Linked DNA regions of Mus musculus: all the other regions are linked to region 5. A link is a contact called in public Hi-C and HiChIP or PLAC-seq data. All regions are on one chromosome and are shown on one strand. The core of a region is the stretch at or near the end of the contact, and the rest is flanking DNA. Distances in the headings are between cores, read along the strand shown. Region 1 overlaps Zfhx3 (zinc finger homeobox 3). Region 2 overlaps Zfhx3 (zinc finger homeobox 3). Region 3 overlaps Zfhx3 (zinc finger homeobox 3). Region 4 overlaps Gm39243 (a long non-coding RNA gene). Region 5 holds the start of Zfhx3 (zinc finger homeobox 3).

The links. A called contact is a pair of places that touch in the nucleus more often than the background predicts. HiChIP or PLAC-seq counts read pairs in DNA pulled down with a chosen protein or histone mark.
Region 1: a contact with region 5 is called in an H3K4me3 HiChIP or PLAC-seq map of bone marrow-derived macrophages, with 6 times the contacts expected there. The contact joins the enhancer-like site here to the promoter of Zfhx3 in region 5. A contact is called at or near these places in 1 of 484 Hi-C or Micro-C datasets (the N1E-115 cell line), 8 of 115 datasets of contacts at active chromatin or transcription factors (bone marrow-derived macrophages, craniofacial prominence, differentiating embryonic stem cells and 3 more) and 2 of 9 other capture datasets (liver and pancreatic islet).
Region 2: an H3K4me3 HiChIP or PLAC-seq map of embryonic stem cells shows a contact between it and region 5, with 7 times the contacts expected there. The contact joins the enhancer-like site here to the promoter of Zfhx3 in region 5. A contact is called at or near these places in 1 of 39 promoter capture datasets (the HPC-7 cell line), 4 of 484 Hi-C or Micro-C datasets (embryonic stem cells and nephron progenitors), 10 of 115 datasets of contacts at active chromatin or transcription factors (bone marrow-derived macrophages, craniofacial prominence, embryonic basal ganglia and 4 more) and 1 of 9 other capture datasets (embryonic stem cells).
Region 3: a Hi-C map of uterus shows a contact between it and region 5, with 2.3 times the contacts expected there. The contact joins the enhancer-like site here to the promoter of Zfhx3 in region 5. A contact is called at or near these places in 1 of 484 Hi-C or Micro-C datasets (uterus), 7 of 115 datasets of contacts at active chromatin or transcription factors (bone marrow-derived macrophages, embryonic basal ganglia, embryonic stem cells and 3 more) and 2 of 9 other capture datasets (liver and pancreatic islet).
Region 4: a contact with region 5 is called in an H3K4me3 HiChIP or PLAC-seq map of neural tube, with 3 times the contacts expected there. The contact joins the enhancer-like site here to the promoter of Zfhx3 in region 5. A contact is called at or near these places in 2 of 484 Hi-C or Micro-C datasets (the N1E-115 cell line and embryonic stem cells) and 5 of 115 datasets of contacts at active chromatin or transcription factors (differentiating embryonic stem cells, embryonic forebrain, embryonic hindbrain and 2 more).

What each region holds. Positions count from the first base shown.
Region 1 is chr8:108,843,636-108,848,586 of GRCm38.p6, forward strand. All of the region lies in intron 3 of Zfhx3 (zinc finger homeobox 3), which reads left to right. Among named protein-coding and RNA genes, the nearest start is that of Mir3108, 91 kb to the right of the region's middle. Within about 2 kb of position 3,541, at least 33 of the 459 cell types and tissues checked have an H3K27ac peak or open chromatin away from gene starts, as enhancers often do. A contact at or near this core is called in the N1E-115 cell line, bone marrow-derived macrophages and microglia, where this site is marked.
Region 2 is chr8:108,943,041-108,948,219 of GRCm38.p6, forward strand. It overlaps Zfhx3 (zinc finger homeobox 3), which reads left to right. Exons shown (of 10, transcript NM_007496.2): 8 at 2,062-2,164; 9 at 3,277-5,179. Among named protein-coding and RNA genes, the nearest start is that of Mir3108, 8.8 kb to the left of the region's middle. Within about 2 kb of position 1,546, at least 14 of the 459 cell types and tissues checked have an H3K27ac peak or open chromatin away from gene starts, as enhancers often do. A contact at or near this core is called in embryonic basal ganglia and embryonic forebrain, where this site is marked.
Region 3 is chr8:108,864,433-108,869,853 of GRCm38.p6, forward strand. The region is part of intron 4 of Zfhx3 (zinc finger homeobox 3); the gene reads left to right. Among named protein-coding and RNA genes, the nearest start is that of Mir3108, 70 kb to the right of the region's middle. Within about 2 kb of position 3,674, at least 21 of the 459 cell types and tissues checked have an H3K27ac peak or open chromatin away from gene starts, as enhancers often do. A contact at or near this core is called in liver and uterus, where this site is marked.
Region 4 is chr8:108,464,810-108,469,822 of GRCm38.p6, forward strand. The region is part of intron 2 of Gm39243 (a long non-coding RNA gene); the gene reads right to left. It also overlaps a transcript of Zfhx3 not described here. Among named protein-coding and RNA genes, the nearest start is that of Gm39243, 5.0 kb to the right of the region's middle. Within about 2 kb of position 2,787, at least 11 of the 459 cell types and tissues checked have an H3K27ac peak or open chromatin away from gene starts, as enhancers often do. A contact at or near this core is called in the N1E-115 cell line, where this site is marked.
Region 5 is chr8:108,712,513-108,717,246 of GRCm38.p6, forward strand. It overlaps Zfhx3 (zinc finger homeobox 3), which reads left to right and starts at 2,132. Exons shown (of 10, transcript NM_007496.2): 1 at 2,132-2,818.

The DNA.
Region 1 (4,951 bases), core at 2,291-4,790, 130 kb after region 5:
GCTGATGTCGTCGTCTAGGGTTGACACCTCTGTGGAGGAGAAAGGTTGTGGCTCTCATCACTCATGAGCACTGGGGAGCTGAGGCGTTAGTTCACTGTGCTCTATAGCATTCGTCCGGTCTCTGAGCAGCATCACGGTGTGCCGTTGACCTTATTAGCCCTTTCATGTTTGTCACTGATGGATGGATGGATGGATGGATGGATGGAAGTACCTTTTTCTGTAAAGGCGTGGCAGGCTCTGCCCACACCTATTTAAGGCTCCTACAGCCCGAGTTGCTACCCAAGAGGTGTCCATGGAGGCTGCCCTTACTTGCTGACTTCTGTGCCCCCTTCCCACAGTGTGTGTCCAAGTCTCACACCTAGTTTCTCATTAACAACAGAACATGGTGGACAGCCTCTGTCTCAGAAAATAAGTCATATAAAATACACACACACACACACACACACACACACACACACACACACACACACACACACACATATAGAAGAAATGGAAAGCTGGGACATCTGTGACCACTCAGAGGTCCTCGAACTGGGACATTCTGTCTATCTGGAGGGAATGGAGGGGATGATGACTGGTGATCTGTGTACTAAGAAAATGAGGTCACTAGGTACAGCCATTTAAAGTCATTATCCCCCGTCATAAAATCGAATGTAAACAAGTAGTAGATATTAGCAAACATTTGTTTTCTCCAGTCCCCGGTCTTCTAGCCCAGTAGGGGTGGTGCAGCCCAGTGAGGTTCAAAGGCTGGTGCATGGTGGGTCCTGACAGGGATTCCCTCAGCACTGGGACCCAGAGCCAAAGAGATGGAAATTGCTCAGCTGTGATGGGGAAGAGCTGCTGAAAGACAGCGTAGGCATCACTCTTGTCTTTTGATTCCTGTGGCATTTTAGCCCATGAAGGAAGTACCTGGCAGGACATCGAAGCGGGAAAAGTCACCAGAACCAGAAAGAGGAGACTGATGAGCGAAGTGGGAGCTGCTGTGGGTCTGCTTTCTTGTGACAATGCACGAGCAGGACTGAAAGCTTGAGGCGAAGGAAGCATATTCAGACTCCATTAGATAGGGCTCAAGCAGCCCGCCAAAGACCAAGCGTCAGACGGAGTGGGAAAGGGTTTCTCTCATTCACTCAGACCATCGGCCATCAAGGTTTAAGGACCTCCCATGGCTCTGAAGCTGTGCTAAAGGAAGAGGATGAAAGATAGGACTTAGGCCCAGCTCGAGAGATGCTGTTCACTGCGTGGCAGGGAAGCCGGCCATATTGGTTTCCCAGTGTGATGAGCAGGACACAAAAGCTACTTCTGAAATAATGCAAGTCTCAGAGGGAAGACTGGAGACCTGGGCCTCTGTAAAGTGCGCAGACTTGGCCATTCCAGAGGAATATGTTCTTTTGGTTTTATTTTGGTTTGGTTTGTTGTTTTGAACATCTGTGTACCCCAGACTCCCTTATATATTATTATATATAAACACCTTATATATTATAAACAAACACCTTATATAAGTTTCAACCAGATGACGAGCCTGTTACTCTTTGGAGTTACTACCAATCCCATGATCTTCACTTAGTAAGTGGATACTTTGATATACAATAGTAGATATTCCTTTGGTCTTATTTTTCCCAGAGAGTTTGCATTCCATAGCAGGTAGGTTATGGGCTGGACTGGGTGGTTTCTACTCTGAGCCAAATCCCAGTGCACATATGTGCCCTTTTAGATAGATCTTGGGCACCAAACTGTTTCTAGTGGAGAATCGATTGGCCACCACTCAAACGCGTGAAAGGTCCTCTGTATTGGAAGCCTGTCTTACCTTTCCTGCCATGATCACCAGACCGCCCTTGCCTACGCGTCACCTGGAAGGTTTGCTGAGACCCATGTCTCCAGGTTTCACCTTCAGAGTTTCTGTTGACCTGGACAGAGCCTAAGAACCTCCAAGTCCCAAGTTTCCTAGGAACGCTGATGCTGGGCAGTCTGCAACTGCTCGTGTAGAGTGTCTGCCGCAAGCCAAGCATCCCCGGGCAAAGAAATTGCCAAGTTCTTGGTGGGACTCCCCGCCGCCCCCCCCCCCCAATGGCCAGGAATGAAGGAAGGGCAGGTGCCTCCCCAGACTCTTGAATGTATCGTCCTTGTTTGTTATCTTTGTGAGAACTCAGGCTCCTCCAGCAGCCATGGGCCTCGGAGCAGCGGCTTTCGACACTCGCAACTTCCATGAGGAACAACCATTCTGAAGACCAAAGCTGGATCTTGGCCTCAAGAATGGCAGTTGGATCTCTGTGAGAACATCAGATTTCAGGGCTCAGTCTCGTCTTTCTATTCTACTGGACGGACAGTACTGAGACCCTTCTGTGGGAGGCCCCTTGTGGCCTTTAAATGCTGCTGAGGTTGTGAGATTTTAATCTTCAGGGACCGTACAGTCGAGGGAAGCCAGCAGACTCCCAGAGATTCTCCCCACCCCCCCACCCCCAGCCCAGGAGATACTCCTGTCTTTGAGCCCATGCCCAGTGGAGTGACTAATCGATGTCCTCCACTCTGCTGGACAATTAAGAGAAGCAGGAGAAGGAGGGAAAAAGTCTTCAGTTAGACCTAATTTGGCACCATATTGTTTTCTGTTAATCTATTTTGCTTTCTGTCCGTCTGTCCCAAGGGATGGGTGCCTCGCTGCTTGCTGAAGCATGCATAACTAATGTCCTCATTAAGGGCTGATCTGTTTATCAGGACCATGCTAGGAAGCCTGGCTGCCAAACCTAGGCACAAGCTGGGGGCTGTTCCCTCCCTCTGGGCCTTAGCCCCACCTCATTAAGCCGGTCCCGGCTATTGATTGGGAGCCTGTGTTTGGAAGAGTCTTACTTACTCCATGCATTATCTTGACAGGTTGATCAGACCTGATTGAGAACCTCTTAAAGGAACGAACAGCTGTAATGGGAAAGTTGGACTCTGTCATCCGTTAGGATGATTCTGGAAGCAAGAAGAACACGGCTGACATCTTGGAGCAATTGTATTTACAATTAACATGGCTGAAAACGATTGCCTCTATTGATCCCCCCTTCCTGCAATTACAGCCCCATTGTTTACATTCCAGCACTTCAGTTATAAAAAGGAAATTCAATAATTATTGCATTATTTAAAGTTAAAGTGGCACAGAGTTTGCTGGCTGCGCTCGCTGGTTGATTTAACGTTCAGTAAAATCCATGCTGAGCTCTCCATCTTGAGGCCGGCAGTATCGGCTTTTAATGAGACCTGGGGGGGTGCGGGGGGGGGGGGAGCTCGGTGTGCTGGTTGTTTGTCTGGGTTATCTATTGGGGGGTGAGGGGCGGTCCTGAAAGCAGAGTGGAGAAACTAGCCATGTCATGGTTCCTGAAAACGGTCCCTCTTGCCATGTGGCCATCTAGCCTGCAGATGGCCGGGTCTTGGTCTCTTGGCAGGCACTTGGATCTGTTTCCTACAAACAGGTTTCTTTTACCTTGTTGCTCCCTGTCCTCCTTCCTGTTCCCTTCGGCCAGCCGACCGACCATCAGCAAAAGTAGTGGACTCTGAGAAGAAAGGATGTGCTGTTAACAGTAGGTGGGAGGATCCCCGCCAGATGTGTCAGCAAGTTTCTCTCTGTCCAGTTCCCATTTTCCCCTTCCAAGGGAGAAATTGAATTTAAAAAAAAAAAAATCACAAACTGCTTATGAGTAAGTTTGCCCCATGGATGTTCCATATCCCTGCTCTCTGGCATGGCTGGCCACCCCTGGCTTCTCTCATCATGAAGGTGGTACCAGTAGAGCTCGGGAGGAGGCACCAAGTTTTGGATACCAAATTCATACTCTCAGCAGCAGCAGCAGCCAGGAAGTGGAAGAGCATGGGAGGGACCTTAAAGATGCTTCTTTTTATTCGCTATTGGTTGAGAGTCACTGTGGGCTTGGTTCCAAAGAGCATCTGTTTGGGGGGGGGGTACCCCTAGCAGGAAGGCAGAGCAGAGGAGGAAAACAGCCACACCCTCCACTTCCCTGCCACCTGTCCTGGTCCCTCCCACAGCCCCAGGGAACTTTAGACTACAGGAGTGACAGGCCAGAGGAAGATGAATAGAGGCAGTTGTGACTTTTATGGAAGTTGTGAAGCAGGCCAGTAGTGGGCAGCTCTGCCCCAGTGACTTTTTCATTGGGGGTGGGGGGGAGGTGAATTCTTGCATGCAGGTCTTGCGTGATGTACCCGACTTCCCTTCAGGAAAATGGCAGAGTGCAGAGATTTGAGGCCTTGGAAGTTTTCCTCCTTTCTGTGGGGGTGTCTCCATGTTTTCTCACCTGGGTCTCTCCCCCCCCCCCCCCACTCTGGTGATTGTTGTCCAAGCCATAGCCTCAGCACTGGCATCTGATTATAAATTCTGGCTGAATTAGAGCCCCCTGGAAGGGGCCCTAGTAACTCAAGGTGTCACAACTGCATCTGTGTACCCCCCTCCCCCCCACCGTGCCCGCCCCAAACTCTGTGCTCCTGATCAATGCCGCCCATGTTGGAGAGCCAGTGAGCTAAAACATTAGTTGCATCACCAACATCCAGGCCTGTGGTGTGGCACCCACCTGTCAGGTGTGAGGAGGCAGGATCTGGGCTCGAAGTGTGATGATCACAGTGGTGCCAAATGTTCAGACAGCCCTTCGCATTTTCCAGAGGTTTTTCCACTTATGGCTTCTCACACGGCTCGATCAATGGCCTCTGTGGAGGCGCGGCACGTGTGAATGCCTCCACTTTACAGATGGAGCCATGGCACCTGTGTGGACTGCCAGGCAGCCTTTCACCCTGCCTCTGCCATGTGGATTTTCATGGTGTCGGAGAGACAAATAAGTGAGCCCCTCAGAGTGTAGTTAGGAGTGAGGGGAGTGTGCCTCCCAGTTATGCCATCTAAGCTGTGTCCTCTGTCCTCACCTGGGATATCCACAGACTTGATTAAGAACAGGACCCTTGATTTTTCACCAATAGACAA
Region 2 (5,179 bases), core at 296-2,795, 230 kb after region 5:
AATTCCTAAAGATCCCCCAAAAGGACTGATCCTGCAGCTACAACTGAGAAAAAAGGTGTGTGGGGGGGCTCTTTTTATTTTCCTTCTCTTTCTCTCCCTCTTACCCCCCACCTCGTGCTCCCCCTCGGCTGAAGAGGCTGAAGACTATAAATTAATCGGTGACCTTTCACTTCTTGGATTCCCGCTGGACTCCCCAACCACACTGGTCAGAAATGCTTTCTATTAAGGAGAAAATAGAACGAGTTTGGCAGTCCCCACTCTGTTCTGGGCAATTCAGCTAGCTAGCTCTACAGCAGCTGTCTGTCGCAGGCTCCATGCACTGTGGTGCAGCTGTCTGAAGGCGGGCACATGCCTTTCCCATTCACCTGCCACACACCTGCTCTGCCTAGCGCGGTGGGCCTTCTCCTCAAGACCCTTCTCTGGAGCGCCTATTGCTTAGGTTTTGTGTCTACTGGTTTCCAGACCTGTAAAACCCTATCTCGTGCACCTAAATACGAAGTCGTCTTTTTGGCCAGCAGCCACATTTGTTCTAGTTCCCCCTACTTGTTGAGCCTGTTGTTGGTGACACTAGCGGACTTGGCCAGCAGCTGTCTGAGAAAGGCAAGGATCTCACAACCTCTCAAATAATTTTTAAAATATTAAGTTTAAACAAGCGAAATTAGTCTTGCAGTGAAGTTTTGTCTGATTGGTCCAGCAGGGCCTCTGGGTGGGGCTAGGTACTATGCCACCTCCCGTTACTCCTCCAGCCATTGTCAAATTAAAGACAGTTTCTAGTGCATCTGGAATTGTTATCGATGTCAAATGTTCCTGCCTCGTGGCAAAGAGAGATTGCTGCCCACTCCCCTGTTAGTTTCCAGAGTGTCACACGTGTACACAATGAGACATGGTCATGCCTATGCCCCAGTTCGTCCTCCAACCCCACCCAAATGAGGTAGACAATCTGTAGGTCCCCCTGCAGACTGAGGAGCTATGGGTAGTGGGCACTTGCCGGGAAAGGGAGAATTGTTTGGTTTTTAAGGTTGTGGCCACTGGAGAGCTGTACTTGCAGGTTAGCGAACTCTTTAACTCTTGCAGGTTAGCGAACTCTTTAGATGGAGAGTCCTTATTCTTCGCCCGGATACTGAAGGCTGCCATGGCCTGTCACTGTCACACATCCAGAAGAGCCTGTGATAGGAGCTAGCTTCTGGCCCACACAGCAGGGAGGCAGAGCACAAAGTCTGAGGATCTGACCTAAAATGTAGCTACTTAGATCTTAGGGCTAATTATGGAAATGTTCCATTAGGGGCTAACGGCCCAGTCTCAGGGAAGGGGGCTTCCGTTGTAGAACGCTGTGCAGAATTAGCTGGATTGCTGGGATTCTGGGCACACGCTCCCTCTGATGCTGTGTGCCCCATGCATAAAAGGCTCTAGACGAAACTCTGGCTTAACGTGAGTCACAAGAACTGCTTGTTTGTGCTTGATGTCAGCTTGTAAAGGGTTACACGGTGTTGTTCCCTGGAAAAGCTGCCAGTGTGTGCGCGTCCTTAGCCTCCCTTTGTTCTCCTTTCTGCCTCTTACCCTTTCCTTCACTCCGCCAACTCCCCTCCTCTCCTCGCCTGAATACATTTTGAAAACAGTGCTACAATGCTCCCTGCTTCCAGATTACCGCGTACTTTACTAGGTATGATTTAATTAGGGCCCTTATTATGTTTGCGGTAGCTTAAGGTGGGCCTTTCAACTTATCTACCTAATTGGTTGCCCAAGAAGTTTCACAGCCCGTGACAAAACATTGTCAGTGATCAAAGTCAAAATTCTGCATAAAAGAAAAATATTAATAATAAGATTACTCTTCAAGTGTGCACTGCTAATTATGTCCAGAATGTAACCGTAGAAACACTTTTGACTGATGTGAGCTTTGTCTAATAAACATGAGTCTTCACTGAGCTATGCAAAGTGACACCTCCAGCTTCTACGCTGGTGAAGGCTAATTTTGCTTATTGAATACTTTTTAAACCTTTCGTATTTTGTGTCTGTTTTCCCCCGCGCCTTGACTCTGTCGTCTCGCTGCCTCTCTCCCCTCAGGTGACCGCTCCTGAGATGGTTATGCCTAGTAGCATGTTCCTCCCTGCTGCCGCTGCGGACCGAGATGGGAACTCCACTTTGGAAGAGGCAGGAAAGCAACCTGGTCAGTGTCGCTAATCATAATTCCTCCAGCCAGAAACAAGATGAATTCTTGGTCAAAAATCTCCATGGGGCACAAGGGCTGAGGGATTCTTTACAGTATATCCCAAGTGAATGGGGCTGATGGGTTTTATCAGCAAAGCCTGTGGCCTTTTAGGTCTTAGGAAGTATCTTGTAGTCAGTTTGCTCATGGACATCCCCATGGTGAACTCAGCCAAAGACATGGCTGCTAGAGCCTTGCCACTCAATGAGATCCCTCAGCTGTCTCTCTCACTACCTCTGCATAGAACGCTTGGAGTCTTCTGGAATCGCCTTGTTTAAACATACCGCTTGTAAGGACCATTGTCACAGGCGTTTCTGCTGCAGTAGTGAGATAGCTCTTAGGCCTCCGTGCTGGTTCTTTGCTCTCCTCAGTCTTGAGCACACTCTTACAGGCATCTAAGGTTCACACTGCCGGGGCCCAGCCCTCTTCCTTGTGACGTGGCCACATTAGAAGGAGACCTGGGAAGAGCCAGGGTACTTATGGATATGATGAACCTTTTTTTTTTTTTAAAGTAGTACAGTTAAATAATTAACTTTCCTGCTAACGTGAGCAGAGACCTGGGTTCTAGAAACAGTGATGTAAAAGCCAGGGGGGAGGGGTGTCACATTAAACACGAAACTAAATGCTTTCAAGAATCCTGAAACCCTAAATGCAGGACTTCCTCACAGCTTAGGACAGCATTAGTGCAGCTGCCCCTGACAACAGACCTGATGTGCTAAAATTCCTATAACCAAAAAAGTGGGCGTGAATGGTACCCTTGAGACCAGTAACCTTCAGATGACCTTTTGAGAAACCGAGGCTTCAGAATTAAATACAGTTAGGAGACTGTTGGGTCTATGCTATGACACAGGCCTGTTACGAATTGGGCCTATATATAATATAGCCTTCTTCCTATCCATCTGTTCTTGGGCACCTTGGTTATGTGCGTATTCTACTGGCCCTGTGGAGAGACTTTGGCACTCGGTTGGATGTTTCCTGTGTTCATAAAGCCGGGCTAGATAACCGCTCTGGGTGCCACCCTGGAAACAAAGCCTTCTTCATCTTTGGGCTTGATGTGTTTGTATTTTTCACAGAAGCGTCAGAGGACCCGGGAAAGAACATCTTGCCACCTGCAAGCATGGAGCACGGCGGGGACCTCAAGCCGACCTCTGCTGACCCCAGCTGCGGGAGAGAAGACTCAGGCTTCCTCTGCTGGAAGAAGGGGTGCAACCAGGTCTTCAAAACCTCCGCCACACTGCAGACCCATTTCAACGAGGTGCACGCCAAGAGGCCCCAGCTGCCCGTGTCAGACCGCCACGTGTATAAGTACCGCTGCAACCAGTGCAGCCTGGCTTTCAAGACCATTGAAAAGCTGCAGCTCCACTCTCAGTACCACGTGATCAGAGCCGCCACCATGTGCTGCCTCTGTCAGCGCAGTTTCCGGACTTTCCAGGCTCTGAAAAAACACCTCGAGACGAGTCACCTGGAGTTGAGTGAGGCTGACATCCAACAGCTTTATGGGGGGCTTCTGGCCAACGGGGACCTCTTGGCGATGGGAGACCCCACCCTGGCTGAAGACCACACCATCATCGTTGAGGAAGACAAGGAGGAAGAGAGTGACCTGGAAGATAAGCAGAGCCCGACAGGCAGCGACTCTGGGTCAGTGCAGGAGGATTCAGGCTCCGAGCCAAAGCGAGCTCTGCCTTTCAGGAAAGGCCCCAACTTCACTATGGAGAAGTTTCTGGACCCTTCCCGCCCTTACAAGTGTACGGTCTGCAAGGAATCCTTCACTCAAAAGAATATCCTGCTGGTGCACTACAACTCCGTCTCGCACCTGCACAAGTTAAAGAGGGCCCTTCAGGAATCGGCAACCGGCCAGCCGGAGCCCACCAGCAGCCCGGACAATAAGCCGTTTAAGTGTAACACTTGCAACGTGGCGTACAGCCAGAGTTCCACGCTGGAGATCCACATGCGGTCTGTGCTGCACCAGACCAAGGCACGGGCAGCCAAGCTGGAGGCTGCAAGTGGGAACAGCAACGGGACTGGCAACAGCGGCGGGGTGTCCCTCAGCTCCTCTACCCCCAGTCCCGTGGGCAGCAGCGGCGCCAACAACACCTTTACCGCCACCAATCCAAGCAGTGCCGCCATGGCTCCAAGCGTCAATGCGCTGAGCCAGGTGCCACCCGAGAGCGTGGTGATGCCGCCTCTGGGGAACCCCATCAGTGCCAACATCGCTTCCCCTTCAGAGCCCAAAGAGGCCAACCGGAAGAAGTTAGCGGATATGATTGCGTCCAGGCAACAGCAGCAGCAGCAGCAGCAGCAGCAGCAGCAGCAAGCCCAGACACTCGCCCAGGCCCAGGCGCAAGTCCAGGCACACCTGCAGCAGGAGCTGCAGCAACAGGCCGCCCTGATCCAGTCTCAGCTGTTCAACCCCACGCTCCTCCCACACTTCCCCATGACCACAGAGACCTTGCTCCAGCTGCAGCAGCAGCAGCACCTCCTCTTCCCCTTTTACATCCCCAGCGCTGAGTTCCAGCTCAACCCTGAGGTGAGCCTGCCTGTGACCAGCGGGGCACTGACACTCACGGGGTCAGGCCCAGGCCTGCTGGAAGATCTGAAGGCTCAGGTCCAGATCCCACAGCAGAGCCACCAGCAGATCCTGCAGCAGCAGCAGCAGCAGAGTCAGCTCTCTCTTTCCCAGAGTCATTCAGCCCTCCTGCAGCCAAGCCAACACCCGGAAAAGAAAAACAAAGTGGTCATCAAGGAAAAGGATAAGGAAAGCCAGAGAGAGAGGGAGGGGCCGGAGGGGGCAGAGGGTAACACGGGACCAAAGGAATCACTGCCAGATGCCTCGAAGGCCAAAGAGAAGAAAGACTTGGCACCAGGGGGCGGCTCTGAGGGCACTATGCTTCCTCCACGCATTGCTTCAGATGCCAGGGGGAATGCTACCAAGGCCTTGCTGGAGAACTTTGGCTTTGAGCTCGTCATTCAGTATAA
Region 3 (5,421 bases), core at 2,424-4,923, 150 kb after region 5:
CCCCCCCCCCCTTGGTGGTTACTTGAGTTAGGTGAGGCTCAGTGGAGTGTGTGCTGATGTCAAAGAGTGAGCATTGAAGACTGATGTTGATGCACTCAAGCTTCCTAAAGCTTCCTGGTAGATGACCATAGCTCAGAGACACAGGCACCCACACAAGAACCCCAGGGTTGGTTTGTACTAAGAATTATTATAGTGAAACTTTATCTTTCATGGACGAGGGCTGTCTAAGGAACTTGAAAATTTGAAACTTGTTCCTGAGACAGACACGGAAAGCTAGCCATTAGAAGAAGTGGTTTTGCTCTTCTGATTACATATTCCTTGGTTAGGGGACTCCGGTCCTTGGATTTCAATGGAAGGTGGAGGGATCTTATAATGGCAGCACCTGCAACAGGATGCAGGCACTCTTTTTGAACTGCCCTAGTCCGTGTCCAGGCTCCTCCTGTGCTGACCCCCCATCCCAGCCTTTGCCCTTAACACCTCCTTTGTTGCTCCAGTGATTTTTTTTTTTTAAGAGAAATAAGAATCCATTGTTGTGTTGCCTTGGGCGATGTCCAGGGCGTCCATTTCCATCCCATATGGCGCTTGTCCCCAGCTTTGGTAGGAGGTCCGTGGAGAAGTAGAGCACAGGCCTCTGCCCACTGAAATAGCTCAAAGACTTTCCCTCCATGTGCAGATGTTAAGGAACCCCTTCAAACTGTGACCCAATTATAAGGATTACAGTCCAAATGTTCCCTCCTCTCCCACTCCGCACCCCCGCCCCCAAACATAGACAGGCACTGGGAAATTCTGTGGACCTGAAACGAGTGTAAGGACTGCCTCTATTTCTGTGCCTGCTGCTCTCTCAGGTCCCGGGAGAGCCACCAGAGAGACTCGTTGGGTCCTCAGTTAACACTCAAGTTTAAATAGCAACATTTAACTTTCTGTGTTTGAGCCACCCAGTTGCCAGCGTTTCATGGTGGTGCATGGATCCCTGCTGCTTCAGCACCAAGTTAAAAAATAATCTGGGATGCTGGGCCAGAGAGCACCCAGTCCCTTGTCGGGCACTCTCAGGCTTGCAGCAGAACCAGCTGAGGTATGTGTGGGGTGCATTCACCATGATTTTGTTTGGCTTGCGTCTTGGATGGATAGTCACCACTGGCTGTGCTGTCTGCCAGGCCGAGTGGATTCTGGGATTTTCTTTCTTCGAATGGTAGAGAACACATCTCTAGAAAGGTATTTAGTTTTGGTCCCCCACCCCCACCCCCAATCTCACATCTCTTCCCATCAGCAGTTTTGAGAGATTCTGAAAGGACGCTGTAAGGACAAGTTGTCTTAGGGGAGATGTTTGAGGGCTTTTTATAGTTTCATATCTCTGGACTATCTTGAGACCTTTTGTGTATATTCTAATAAAAGGAGCTATTTATTGCATTTTTAGAAAAGACGCTTGACCTCTGTGCTAATTAAAACATTAAAAACTGGACAGCATTCTGTTTTCTCAGAATGGGTTTGTCTGATGTTGTAGTCCCCAGTTTTAGCCTAAATTGTTAAACAGTTTGGTCCCTCTCAGGGTCATTTCCTTGGCTTGCATATGATGGCAGCCAACTCTCATGTTCTCTTAATTTGTTCTCACCTGCTCTTTTTTCCATGTATGAGCATTCCTCATAACTAACTGTAAGAGTCTTTTCTCTCCCCTCCTTTTTTTCTTTTGAAGATTTGTTTTTATTTTATGTCTGTATGAGTGCCTGGGTATGCGTATGTATACCACCTGTGAGCGAGTGTTTGCACATGTGCATGGATCCCACATGCATGCCTGCTGCCTACAGACACCTGAATAGGACACCAGACCCCCCAGAACTAGAGATAACTGGTTTTGAGCTGCCTGATGTGGGTGAGGGAAACTAAACTCAGGTCTTCCAGAAGGATATTGCACGTTCTTAAACTCGGAGCCAAGCCATCTCCCCTGCACTTTAACCCTCTTCACAAAAGGATAGATTGAGTGAGGGTCCATCCTGAAGGCCTCACTAACTTCATTACTATGGGGAGTCCCCCCTCTATCAGTGAAAGCAGGGTTTGAGGTTCTTTCTGGTGGTTAGGACCTGAGCGTGGGCGTGTGGGAAGAACACAGTTCAGTCTGTGACGTTGGGCTCTGTGATAAGCTGCCACCACTTTCCCCAGCTTTTCTGTTGCCTCTCTGGGTGTGGCAAGAGCAGAGAGCACAAAGATGGCTGCAGAGGCTAAGAGAGGATGCCAGGGACCCTGCTCATGGCCCCCGCAGTGCTAGGGGGGCCCTAGCAGGCCTTCTCCAGTTTTCCACTGTCAGCACACTCTCTTCAATATTTGTCCCTGGCATCAGAGCAGCAGAGAGACTTAGAGGGAGCAGTAGGTCAGACCGCGGTTCTCCGAGTGTGTCTTACCTTGAATCTTCTCCTACCTGTCCTGATGGTCCCCTTCCAAGCCTTCCTCCCAGCCCCCCAAAGGCACAGCCAGCCCCACTGGGTGTATTCTGGTCCCTGTAAGATGAGTTCAGTTAGCACTGGCTGAGGCCCCGCACCTGTCCTCAGTTAATGGGCGTGCGGGTTGTGCGGACGGTTTTGCCTCTTGGCTGCCCATGCGTTGCATGCTTTGGGAGACTGAACAATACAGTGTGGGTCCATGGTAAAGTTTGGTGGCCCCGGCTTCCTTGTCCCATCCCACATTTGGTACCTGATAATGGCATAGAATTTTCTATCTTAAAAATAGGCTGGGCTTCATCCAAAGGATCTCAGTGGCTGAAAGTACCCAGAGAACTTAAGGTCCCCCCCTTTTTTAATATTAAATAAATTATTGGATGATTGATTGGTGGGCTGTGTGGAGGGTTTTCTCTTTCTGTCACATGGGCTCTAGGGGTCAAGCTCTGGTGGCCAGGCTTGGCCATTCTCCCACGAGCCATTTCTCTGGCCCCTTTCTTGTCAATTTACTCTTTTGTGTCAAATCCTCCAGAAAGCGGGGGTGGGGGAATAAAGTTGGGGCTGAAGTATTTTAAAAAGAGAAAGAATGCCCTAGAAGGCCAGAGAGGAGCTTAAGAGTTGAGGAATCAGGTGAATCAGATACAGAAAGGAAGATACAGAGTAAAAAAGAAAAAGAAACGGCCAGGGAATTTGATACCAGTATGCACCCCCTAAGGATGGAATGTATGCATTAAGTACTTACGTGTACTTCGAACATGAATCGCTTTTCTGGGCTGGGAACTTGTAAATCCTTCTATTTATTTTGAAACACATCACAAATGGTTGTAGACAGTTGTCGCCCTACTGTGCTGTAGCAAACCAGAGTTAGTTCCTCCGCCCACCATATGTGGCTGCCCGGCATCTAGGCTCCCTCTGCTCATTAAGCTTCTGTCCTGCTCTGCGTCAAGGCTGAGGCAGGGGATCCTATTTGCCTGTTCTTGCTCCTCTCACAAAAACCCACAGCTGTGGAGACCCAAGCCTGGAGGTCAGGCTCCGTTGTCCTGCAAACCCTGGCATTGTCTTCTAGACAGCCATGCTGGTTTGGAGTCTGGAGAATCAGCCAGGAAGGAGAACATAGCTCAGGTCTTCCCTTCCTCGTTGGCTAACACCCAACAAATATGGGATGTTGGTGCCCAGGGGTGGAGACTGGACCCGGAACTGTTCTAGATAAGGAGCTAAGAAAGGCCTCTAGTGGGAGGCGACAGTAGGGGCTGCACGGAAGGGGAGGATCCTGCCTCAGGGGGAGGTTGGCCTGGAGGAACAGAAAAGCAGGCTGGGGAGTGGGGATGTGGCAGGACACTGGGCTCCAGGCAGGGCATTGGAGTAAGGTTGGGTTGGCTGGCCTGGTTCCAGTCAAGATGTGAACACACCAGAAAGCAGAACAGTTACTGCTGTTGAGGTTCAGGGAGACAAGTGACCTGTGTCTGTAAGTCCGGGTGGGGGTCATGTCCCTCCTGACTTCCCTCCCCCAAAGCCTCCCTGGAAAAGGAGCTAAGATATGGGTGAGGATGGAGGCCACAGAGCGCCAGATCTCCCGGAACCTGGAGCAGAGCGCAGCTGCAAGGGCAAAGGGTCTCGTGTCAAGTCCACACACAGTCGTGTGGGGCTGGCTCTCTCTGCTGCAGGCCGGGGCTCAGCATCACCGCCCTTACCCCACCCCAAAAGACAAAAATCCCTGCTGGAATTCCCACCGCCTAAGCATGGAGCACGGGGAAGACTTCTATCTTTGGCCTTACAGATAAATCATCTGCCTCAGTGCAAACCTGGGTCCTGACAACTCAGGACAGCCCTTGGCTACCATATGCTGAGAAAGACCTCCCGAGCCAGCTGCCCCTCTGGCGGGCACCCATGTCAGACAGAACATCCTGTGATCTGCAGCTTCATTCCTGTTTTCTGGGGTGGGATTTCATGTCACTGATGCTGCAATCCTAAAGCAGGCAGTGTTTTTTAAACATTTCACCCTCTTAGTGTCTCCAGGGCCACGTGACCAGAGGTGGCCATCACATCTGGATGCCTGATAAACCACCTCTGACTTCCATGTTGGGGGCCCTGCCTGTGACAGGCAGCCACTTCATTCCTTGGTGGCTATGTGCCCAGACCTCGGGCAGATCTGAAGACTTCCTTGGAACACATAAGACCAGAGAGCTTTGTGCCATACTCTGCTGTTTTCTCTGGCCCTTTCCTTAATCAAGAATGTAGACTGGGATTTTGGAGGTCTAGGTTTTTGGGTTTACTGGGGGGAGCTATGTCTTCTAGTCACTTGTTTAAGGTTCTTTTGAGAGAAGGATGCTGGCACCCCTCCTGGATATCTGGAAAGAATGTTTCCACCACACCTGTCTGCCTTGTGTGAGGACAAATTTAATATATTTCAAAAGAAAAAAAATCTAGCCCCAGGCAGCTTTTTTTTTTTCCTGTTTGTTTCTTTAGGGGGAGGGATAAAAAACTGAAAAGCAGCAACAGCAGCAGCAGCAAGCTGTGGTCTGACCAGCCAGCAGAAGAGAGATTATCTCTAAAGGATATGAAAGGTTTAATCATTTTAATTTTGTTTTTATTAAAGTTCATCATAACTTCTTCCCCTCCCCCAGCATGCCCTGGTAGAACAAAAGGAGGTAATATAAATATACAGGAACATCCCCCCCCCCCCCCAAGTATTTGGCTAATAAAAGAGCTCCTTTGGGTGGTACCCTGAGGAGAGGAAGCAGCTTCATGGCTAAGGACCGTAGGCTGACCGGGGCAGGCTGGACACAGCCCTAGCTTGTCTGACCAGTGTCCAGTCCACCTCTAGCAGTCATGGGAGGATCATAGCTTCTGTCTACTGGAAGCAAAACCTCTAGGTGTTGGCTCACTTTCTCTTGATTTTTAAAGGAAGTCCAGCTTCTCAAAACACCTGTTGCTGAAGACATTGAAATTTCTGCCCCTCGCCAGCCTCTCCCACCTCTGTTGTTCTGGTGAAATA
Region 4 (5,013 bases), core at 1,537-4,036, 250 kb before region 5:
GCTTCATGATTCTGCCCACCTTGTACTTATATTGGTCCTCAAGAGAGAATATGCATGTGGCTCTCATGGAGATCTGACACACACCAGAAGTGTGCCTTATGTCTCACTCAAGCTCTATTTCTGTCTCTGTCTCTCTATCTCTGTCTCTGTCTCTGTCTGTCTGTCTGTCTCTCTCTTTGGAGTTTACCACACTTAGAAGAAGCTTGCTCATCATTTCAGGGAGAAAGATAAAGCTGGTATTTTTGTCAGTATTCAAAACATAAAACAAAAGGAAAATTAAAAAAAAAAGTCAAGTTGAGCTCTATCCCAGATGTGCCTTTTTGGCAGCATTTAGGGAACAAGGTTCTAGAATGAGTTTATCTAAGCTGTGTCCTACCCTTGGTTCTCCTAAGACAGTTGAAGAGGCCGCTGGTCTATTGTTCAAGAACTTATCGTATGAAGACTTGCTTTAGTTATTGTTGAAGTTACAATAAAAACCAGCAGTGCCTGCCATGCACTGCCTGGGTCTACATGGACTGTCAATAATTAATAGAATATTTATGCCTTGGATTAAGGGAATGCCCTTTCCATTGTAACCTCAATCCCCCAACAATCCAAGGAGGTGAGCTAATTCTATGCCCCAACATTTCAAGTCAGAACACTGCCACTCAGGAAGGTGACCCAGCTGGCCAGTGGCAAGGTCAGTCTTTGCTGTGAGTCCAAGCTCTCAAACCTTGAGCTACCCTGGCCCCTTCATGGTGGGATTGATTTACAGAGTCACAAAGACACCAAAGCCTTTTATGGATTCCTATCAACTACCAGGAAGCAATGGCTTGAGCCTGTGACTCAGGAATAGTGTGGAGTTAGGAGTGGAAGGAAGACATTCATGAGTGGTCTCCAGCTTGTTTCTCCATCCTGCTGCCTCAGCCCTTTTGGGAGTTCAGGGTCCTCTGCCATTCTTCAGGACAGCTGAAAAACAGCTTCTGTGTATCTAGATCCTTGGCATAATGTAGGTACCAATTCGGAAGTAGATGTCAAGACGCGCTCTCTGTCTTCTTAGGCAGTTGCCATCAGAATACCTGGAAATGCTAATCTCATATTCTGCCATGTCTTCTACCTTGAGGATGTGTGACTTGGGAAGGCTCCCCTTCACGTTATGTCAATGAGATAGTCAAGCATAGTAAAGCCAGCCATGGAGAGATGGTAAGGGGGATCAGGATGAGTTGTGGGGGAGAAGGAACTACAGGCATGCAAGCATCCCAGAGATGGTTTGTGATATTGTCTGGACCACACCATGGGAAGATATGCCCTTGTAATCCCTACATGCTTCTCATGTACACCACAGCAGTACTTGCTAAATGCTGGGGGAAATGGCAGTATGGGTAATAAGAAGGACTATTGGGGGGTAATATCTATAAAATTATTACCACCCTCTCAACGTCAGTAGGAGGAAAAATTGTCACTGTGTCCAAGGGAACATGAATCCATATTTCCTCGGGTGACACTCCCTGCCAGCTCTCTTGTGATAGGACGTGGATGTGCGGCTGTCGGCAGACTTTTATATTTAATGAATAAATGCTATGTAATTTGCCACCCTCGTCGTTATGAGCGTGTTTTATTTAAGTGGCAATCGCTCCGCTATTCGTTGGAGCAGCCCATGGGTTGGGTGGGTTTAGTTTACCATGGATGTTGCAAACAGCAAAGGTATATAACAGGCTCATTTGGAACATGTTTTTTAAATAAGGGGTCATTAGCCTGATGGGCCAATTTGGACAATGGATTCTGCAGCAAAGCAAACTCATTGTCCATCTTCTGCATCCCAGGCCCTCGATTGAGATACAGAGCTGAGGATCTTTCTTTTCATAGTTATTGTATCCCTGTGATTTCCCCCCAGACCTCCAACCTTTTCCTCCTCCTCCCTGACTCCCTCATTTGTACTGGATGCTAGTCTCTGTCCAGGGCTCTCTGGAGATAAAGACTTGCTTTAGCATACAGCACACTCTCCTTAATGCAACCGAGTTCACTCTCATCATTTTAATAGTGGACCTAAGGTATGTTGCCATGTGAACAAGCCATCACGTCACCATAGCAACCAGCCAGATTGCAGCACACCAGTCTAAGGACTGGACCTTCCTCCCCCCGCCCCCCCCCCCCGTGTCTCTCTGTCTCTCTCCCTCTCTCTTTTCCTTGCCTGTGCTCTTTCTTTTGTTAAATTTGCTGAAGTGCTCACAATTCAGTCAGCTTTTTCAAGCGGGGTTCCGTTTAAACCTGTAAATTGTTGTATAAACAGAAAGGCCAGTGTGGCACTAGGCTTACTTTCAAAGATGACTCGATGGGGACTTTGAATGTGGGGCCCACCCCCACTCTCTGCCATGCCTTATAGTTTGATCAAAAAAGAGACGATCACACATATTGGTGGCATTTGGACTTAACCCACCCTCCGCCCCTGAGTTTCTTCTTAGCTTTCCCCAGCGGGACTTGTGACTCTCCCATCCAGGCCCGGTGACCACAGCTAGCCCTTGACGCTGCTCAGAAGCCCTTGACAGTTCCTGAGCTCTGTAGGACCTGAATTAGACCCAATTAAAGATGTGGATTCTCCGTTCCCATTCCCTATTGCCAAGTAACCCGTGCCGGTTCTCATTCCAACCTCGTGGGGAGAGCAGGGATGTTGAAAGGGTGGATGATAAAGGGACGTGTACCACGTCTGCCTGCCCATATTCATCAATTTTGCTTGGCCTTTGATGCTCCTAACCTTCTCATCTTTGTTCGGGGAAGCAGAAAGCATCATTCTTCCAGGCTCTCACATCTTTTCCCATTTGATTCCCTGCTCGCTTGCACATGGTACATCTATTACCTGCCCCAGTCCTAGCATAACCCCGTCCCCACCCTCTGAAACTCCCCCCCACCCCCCGCTTTTTCAGTGCCTTGCCCTGCCAGACATTGATTGCTGAGTAGTCTTACAAGTGTGTTGGCCAGTCAGGCTATGTGTGGGCACCACTGCAGGCTCAGCTGCAGGCAATCACAGGGTGGGGTGAGCTGCCCTCCATGAGCAAGAAGGACCAGTTGGCCGCAGCTTGGTGCATAAAATTACAGCAAACAAGCTTCAAATAACGAAGGACACTTTCATAATTGATTTATGCAGGACGCTGAAAGTTCTATTACCTTTTGTTTAGCTCAGGGGGCCTGACTCCACGCAATCCATTGCTGAAACTAATTACAAGATATAATTAAACTGTGACACAAAGATATTATACCGTTAGTTTACTAATGACACCGCGAAGCTGTACCACCAGCACAGGACAGTGATTACGCTTCATTTATTATTTATCCTTTTGCTAAATGAGACGCTGACATTTTCAAAAATTACTTTGAGGTTTCTTAATTGTCGGCAGCAGGATGGACGAGGAGGAGTTTGCCTTTCCTCTTAGTTACTCATCCAAACCTCAGAAGTATTATTAGCCAAAAAGGAGAGAGAGAGAGAGAGAGAGAGAGAGAGAGAGAGAGAGAGAGAGAGGAAGAAGAAGAAGAAGAAGAAGAAGAAGAAGAAGAAGAAGAAGAAGAAGAAGAAGAAGAAGAAGAAGAAGAAGAAGAGAAGGAGGAGGAGGAGGAGGAGGAGGAGGAGGAGGAGGAGGAGGAGGAGGACCTGTCATCCAATAGTAATAAGGAAAGCTTAATTGCATCTTTGGACATTTTTTAATTCTTACCAACAGTGTTTAGCAGTGGATGGGGGCGGGGGTGGGTAGGGGCAGCTGACCAAGGGTTTAGGTCTAAGGGAGAGGTGCTGTATCATAGATTAAAGGTGACTCATCCTATTATCCGGACAAGTGCTGGTATCCATGGAGAGGTTTCTGAAGAGACTGGGCCTCGAGGACTGAGAGGAAGCTGACCCCACAGTCCTAGCTTTTCCCAGAAGCCTGTTCCAACAGGCAGAAGGCTGGGAGCGCTCTGATAGTGTAACATGATTGGATGATCTTACCACGTTCCCCAAACAAACTACTGCTTAGCATTGCCAATGTAGAAACTTATGCATACGAGACCCATTGAATCTACTTATGGACAGGACCTGGGTTAATACGTGCCTCCTGTTTGACCTGTTTTAAAAAGCATCTTCCACAGATATCAGGGTTTCCTGTGAGGGCGGCTCCCTACGGATGAGCTCGCCTGCCTGGGAAAACAGCCTTGCTTCTCTCCTCAATTGTCAATATTGCTTGGTCAGCCCAGCTGCAAGGGCTCTAGAAAAAAAACCAGGAGTGGAGATTCCTGCCAGCAGCTTCAGGACTGGGCTTCTCTGGGTCCGTTTATTTACTGTCCCCTCCATTTCCACGCAGGAGCCTCCCTTTATCGCCCCTCGCATTTATCAAATTCTCGGAACAATAAAAGATTAATTTACTTGCCGCCATTTGATGAGTTTTTGATGCTACAAATGTGCGTGCGCAAGAGTGGCCCTCCTTAGGGCTCATCTGGGTCAGGCTTCCTACAAGGTACCGCTGGCCCCGAATGGCCACTAACCTCTCCGTAACCCCAGTGGCGATGCAATCACAGCAACTGCTGGTCGGCTTGAGACGGGGGTTTAATTTCTTCAGAGTATAATGGCATCCGGCATCTATAATTATGCTATTTTCTCTCCTGTGCTGATTAGATACGGTCTACCCAGAGAGCTAAATGATGAATATTTGACTGGAGTGTGTTGAGCCAATAGCTGGTAAAATAGCCACAACAAATAAACTTGGATGGGAGGGAGGGGCTCAGCAATGGCTATGGCTCTGCCAGGTGACATTAGCTGGTAAGACTGGAATGAATTCAAGATTAATATCGGAGCCAGACATTATCTCCCCCCCCCCCGCCCCGCCCCCGCTGCCTCACTGTAAACTCCTGTTTAAAAGGAAGGCAAGAATGAAACCCAGAAATCTCAGCTTGGAAACTTAGCTTCAGCAGTCATCATTCAGCCAGCCAGACTTTCTCCACCTGTGTCAAGATCATGGCTGGGTATTATTTCCAGAACCATCTCTGCTTCCCAAGTGTCACCTAGCTTTC
Region 5 (4,734 bases), core at 882-3,381:
GGCCTTGTGAATTCCCTCTTGTTTTGGTTGGATGGAAATGAGTTACCCCCGAGGCAGGAGCACCCCAGCTTTTTTTTTTTTTCACAGTCCATCCTGTTCACGACGGTCTCCAGGCTGTAGGTTACCTGCCTGTGGCTCTCCAAGTTAAATTTTTGTCTAAACAAAGACAGGCTTGAGTAGGCCTCGTCATGCATGTAGTTATTGCAGGGTTGAGATAAAGAAAGGGGATCAGGGTCATTCTTTTTTCTGCTTGTCAGGCTTCTGAGGTGTAGAAGGCCTGACCCAGGGCCTGGGACAGAGGCAGGATCAAGGCAGAGGCCCTCTACTGCCACCCCCTCCTCAGGATCTCTCATTACTTTAGATCCTGTCTTGTGGGGTGTTTTTTTTTCCCTTTCTAGCTTTCATTTTGTCAAAATGTGTATCCCATGCCCCCACCTATACTCACCTCCTTACAAGATTCTGAGGCTGTCCCGTGAATAAAACTCATGAGGAAGCTGCAAAATTCAGTTTTCCAGGAGTGGAAAGCAGTTTCCTGTTGGCTTTGCATCTTCAGCCTGTAGCTTCCAGGTGAGGGCTGAGGGTCTGGAATCTCTGTTTTCCCAAAGAGATTTCTGGAGGGGGGGGTCATCTTCTGAGAGGAGATTCTCCCCCCCCCCACCTTGCCTATCTCCTCGTCTTTATGCATTATTCATTGCCACTTTTTCAATTAAATTATTAATTGGTTTTCTTTAAGGTGTTCCTGACTCGTGTGGCTAACATAAATAACAGTGTGTTTTGAAAACACCACCTGTTCTTGAGCCCGAGGTCAGGCAGCCTGAAGCAGGTCTATGGAGGCCATACTCTGGCTCAAAAACCCATCCTCCCCCAACCCCCCCAGACCTGCTCTCCCCCTTCCCCAAGTTTGACTAAATTTGGCCTCTGCCCTCCTTTGTCCCTAATCAGACATGATTCCCCAGAGGCAGCTCTTTTCTCCCAAGGTCCTAGCTTGGGGTGGGGGAAGGGAGACGGCGATTGCAATCTTTTTTTTTTTTCTTGTGCTAAAATATAGACAGGGTAACAGACTGCGCCCAACAGGTTAGGTATTTACATCGATTTGAAACCGAATTCTATTGTACCAAAATGCTTCCTACATTGGGGCCCTGTAGTTTTCACCAAGCAAGCCTCCCCCTTTCCTCCCTGTTAGTGTGTGTTTAATGCAAATACGATTCCATACATTCTGCTCTTCGCCGGGTGAGCTTATTATATTTCTAACACTTGCATGGTTCATTATTGTGCAGTAGGAAAAGACTCGCGGCTGCCGGGGGCAGCCTGGGTGGCTGGTTTTCAGAAAGAGAAAAAGCAGGTGTCTTTCTATGCTGGGAATGAAGACTAGATTTAGGAGGAGGGTGGAATTCTGTCTGAGAGGACTGGAGCCTTCCGGTGAGATTTCAAGGGGGCCTGCCTTTGCATAACAGAACGCCAAAGGTGAACCTTGGGAGACCTAGAAGTGCCCAGCTGTCGCTGTGACCAGCCGAGGTAGCCCCGTTGGGTTTGATCCTGGTGGTAGAATCGTCTTGAGCCGGGCCACCTTTCTTGCCCTGTCTGAAATGCTCTGTGGCTCCTAAGGGCAGTCTCCTGATCCTGACAGCGGGTGGTTCCAGGCTGCTTGGCCTTTTCTAGTCGTTTCTTGCTCTCCTCTTCTCCCCCTCTCCTTAGAAACTGTCCTTAAACTCTCAATGGAGAGTGAGTGAGTAGGGGATGTTTTCGTAAGTTTCTGCAGCTGAAAAACAGAAGTGCTCTGTGAAGCAGTTAATAGGATGGGTGTGTGTTTCAAATAAATTCCTGTCCACATTGGCTAAAGTCCCCATGTTAGAGTGGCCTGGCTCTGACGTGGACAGGGCCCAGAGACTGATGGATCAGGGTTCGGAGGCCCCGACTGCTTGTTCTTCTCTTTTGGGGGAGAGACTGGGGGTGGCCGAAGGCGCGTCCGTTTCTTCCAGGCCGGCCTTTGACTTTTGATGAGCGGTGCGGTCAGTGCCTCGCGGGGACGCGGCTTTGTTCCTGCCGGGCCGGTTCCTGGGTTGGTGCAGGCCAGGGCAGCCAAGGCTCCTGTCCCCAGGCGAGTGCGGCCCAGGCCGCCTCCAAGGCTGGTGCTGGGAGCCCGGGCCCGGCAGCTCCGGCCCTGCTCCTGTGTGTTTGTGCGTCTATGTCCCCAGGTCCCCGCAGGCGCGCGGGCGCGGCCACCGCGAGCAGCCCGGCCTGCGCCCAGCGCGACTGTAGATGTCAGGCTTTGCCCGGGGAGCCGAGAGGCTGCGGGGCTGTGAGTTTCAAATTAACCTTCCGCTTTGTTGCTGTGTAATGTGGATCCCCGAAGGCCCCCCGCCCCGCCCGCCCCCCTTCCTCGGGCGGTGCGCGCTGCAAACTGCGAGTTGAGCTTCATTTACATAAAGCGATTCCGGGCGGGCGGGCGGGCGAGCGGGCGGCGCAGGAGGAGGAGAGAGGCGGGCAGGCCGGGACGGGGACCGGGACGCAGCGCCGCGCCCCGTGGGTGAATCCCCGCCGCGCCTGGGGGACCTCCCTCCCCGGGGCAGCCCGCAGATCGCCAGCCCCGGGCCGCCACCATGCGCGCCCCGCCCCTGCCGCCAGGCCCCTCGCTCCTAGCCTGCGCCACCGCCGAGCCCGGGGGGCAGCGGGAGGTGGGGAGAATGCCGCCTGGGGTGGGTAAGTTCGGGGCTCCGCTGCCACTGGAATCTCCCGTTGTCGCGCTGCCCGGCGTGGTGGCCCCCGGACCTCCGAGTGCCTCCTTCCTCCTGAGGTGTACGGAGGCTTTGTGTGCCAGGTGAGTGCAGCCTCCCTCCCCCGCCGCGCCGCTCGCAGCCGGCCTAGCGCTGGAGGCAGGTGCTGCGAGTGAGTCTTGGCTGAACTTCCCATTCTCTTGGGGCGTGTGGGGGAAGGGCAGGCTTGGATGCACTTGAACTCCTAGACTCCAGGAGGAACCTACCTGGGGAGAGAGTGGCTTAGAGTCTGCTGGGCACCAGAGTACGTTCTTCCTCCTATCTCCTCTTGCTTTTCCTTCCCGACCTCCTCCTCCTCCTCCTCCTCCTGCTTTTGGGTTAGTTCCTACCTTGTTAATACTTGGGGGTACTGGTGCCATTGAGAACTTTGGATTCTTTGGTCTAAAACACACCTTCAGCTGCCGGGGGGGGGGGCGGTTATGAAGGAAAGAGAGAGAGAGAGTGAGAGTGTGTTAGAAGTCGCTGGTCAGTTTGCAGCAATGTGAAGAATGTGCCTGTTTGGGGAGTAATTAAAGAGAGAATCAGGGCAGAGCTGGCGGGACCTATGGAGATCATCTTGGCCTGGCTGCTCTCTAATTTCGGTTTGTTCTTCTGCCAGAACCGGTACAGCATTTATTTTGGGGGGCGGGAAGTACGAAGGAAAGGTAAGATTTTTTTTTTAAACTCCATTTAAAGAGGAGAGATATCCAAGTTAGGGTAGCAACAAGAAAAATAACAACAAAAAAACCAAAAACAAAACCAAAACAAAATCCAACTCAAAGTCATTTTGTAGGCTTAGAGAGAAACAAGCTTTCTGGATAACAGCCTTTTCTGTCCTGTGCGTACCTATGTAATGATGATGGTGATGGGAAATCTTACCCTCAGGGGAGAGCCCACAGCCCACATGGCACACTCAAAGGGAGTTTCAGCAGCCAGCCTTAGTGGTGGTACCCAGTGTGCTAAACTGGTTTAAAGGTGACCGGAGAGCAGGTGAGTCCAGGAGGGCACCCCACCCCCCACCCTCCACCCCTTGCATTTTCTCATTTATCAGCCTCTGAAGACTCTCTTGGAGCCACTGATATATAAACCCCAGAGCATATAGGCTTCCCATCTGGAAGGCAGGGAAGGCCAGGGCCTGCTTGGTGTACGGCATCAAGACACAGCAAGGAAACCAGACTTAAGCCTGGGAGAGAGATGGTGAGGAAGTTACACGTCATCTTCATCTCACTTCATTTCGTGCTTTGAGATCTTTGGTGACGAGTCACTAAGTAAATAAGAGTCTAATTTGAAGCTCACCCATAGCTGGGGGTAACTGTTTCTTTGCCATCAGGCAGCAGGTGCCCAGTTTGTAGAGTTGGCCCCTAGAGTCCCCTCATTCCTAAATTCAGGAGGTGTCAAACCTTCATGTTCTTTTAATGGCTGTGGTTTCTGGATAGGTTTCAAGGGAAACCCTAAAAATCACGAGTTCCAGTGGGCTGGGCTGGAGTGCTGTGGCCCAGACTGCATTAAATAGGAAAGCATAGACCTTCGGAGGTAACCTGATCGAGAGAGAGAGGGAGGGAGAGAGAGAGAGAGAGAGAGAGAGGGAGAGAGAGAGAGAGACTGCAGTAGGGAGTTGGAAGCCTGGTTCTTGTTATCACAACATCCACTGGCAGCCTGGGATTCTAAATCCAGACGTGGAACACAGGGAACAGAGGTGGGCTGAGAGGAGTCTGGAGACAGATGCTCAGTCATAGAAAGATTCTGAAATGAGTGTGTGTGTGTGTGTGTGTGGGGGGGGGGTCATTGGAAAGACTGGATGCTTGCACACCTGTGTTTGTGTTTTGTAGTTCTGAGGGGTTCCTGAAGGCCGCCTTCCAGAATGTGTGCATGCCATGAAGGCCAAGAGCAACTTTCTCCACCCACCCCACCCCCTCCCTTTCTTTTCTAAATCACAGGACCAAAGAGCCTGCCTACATTTGATTTCTAGTATGGTCTTCAG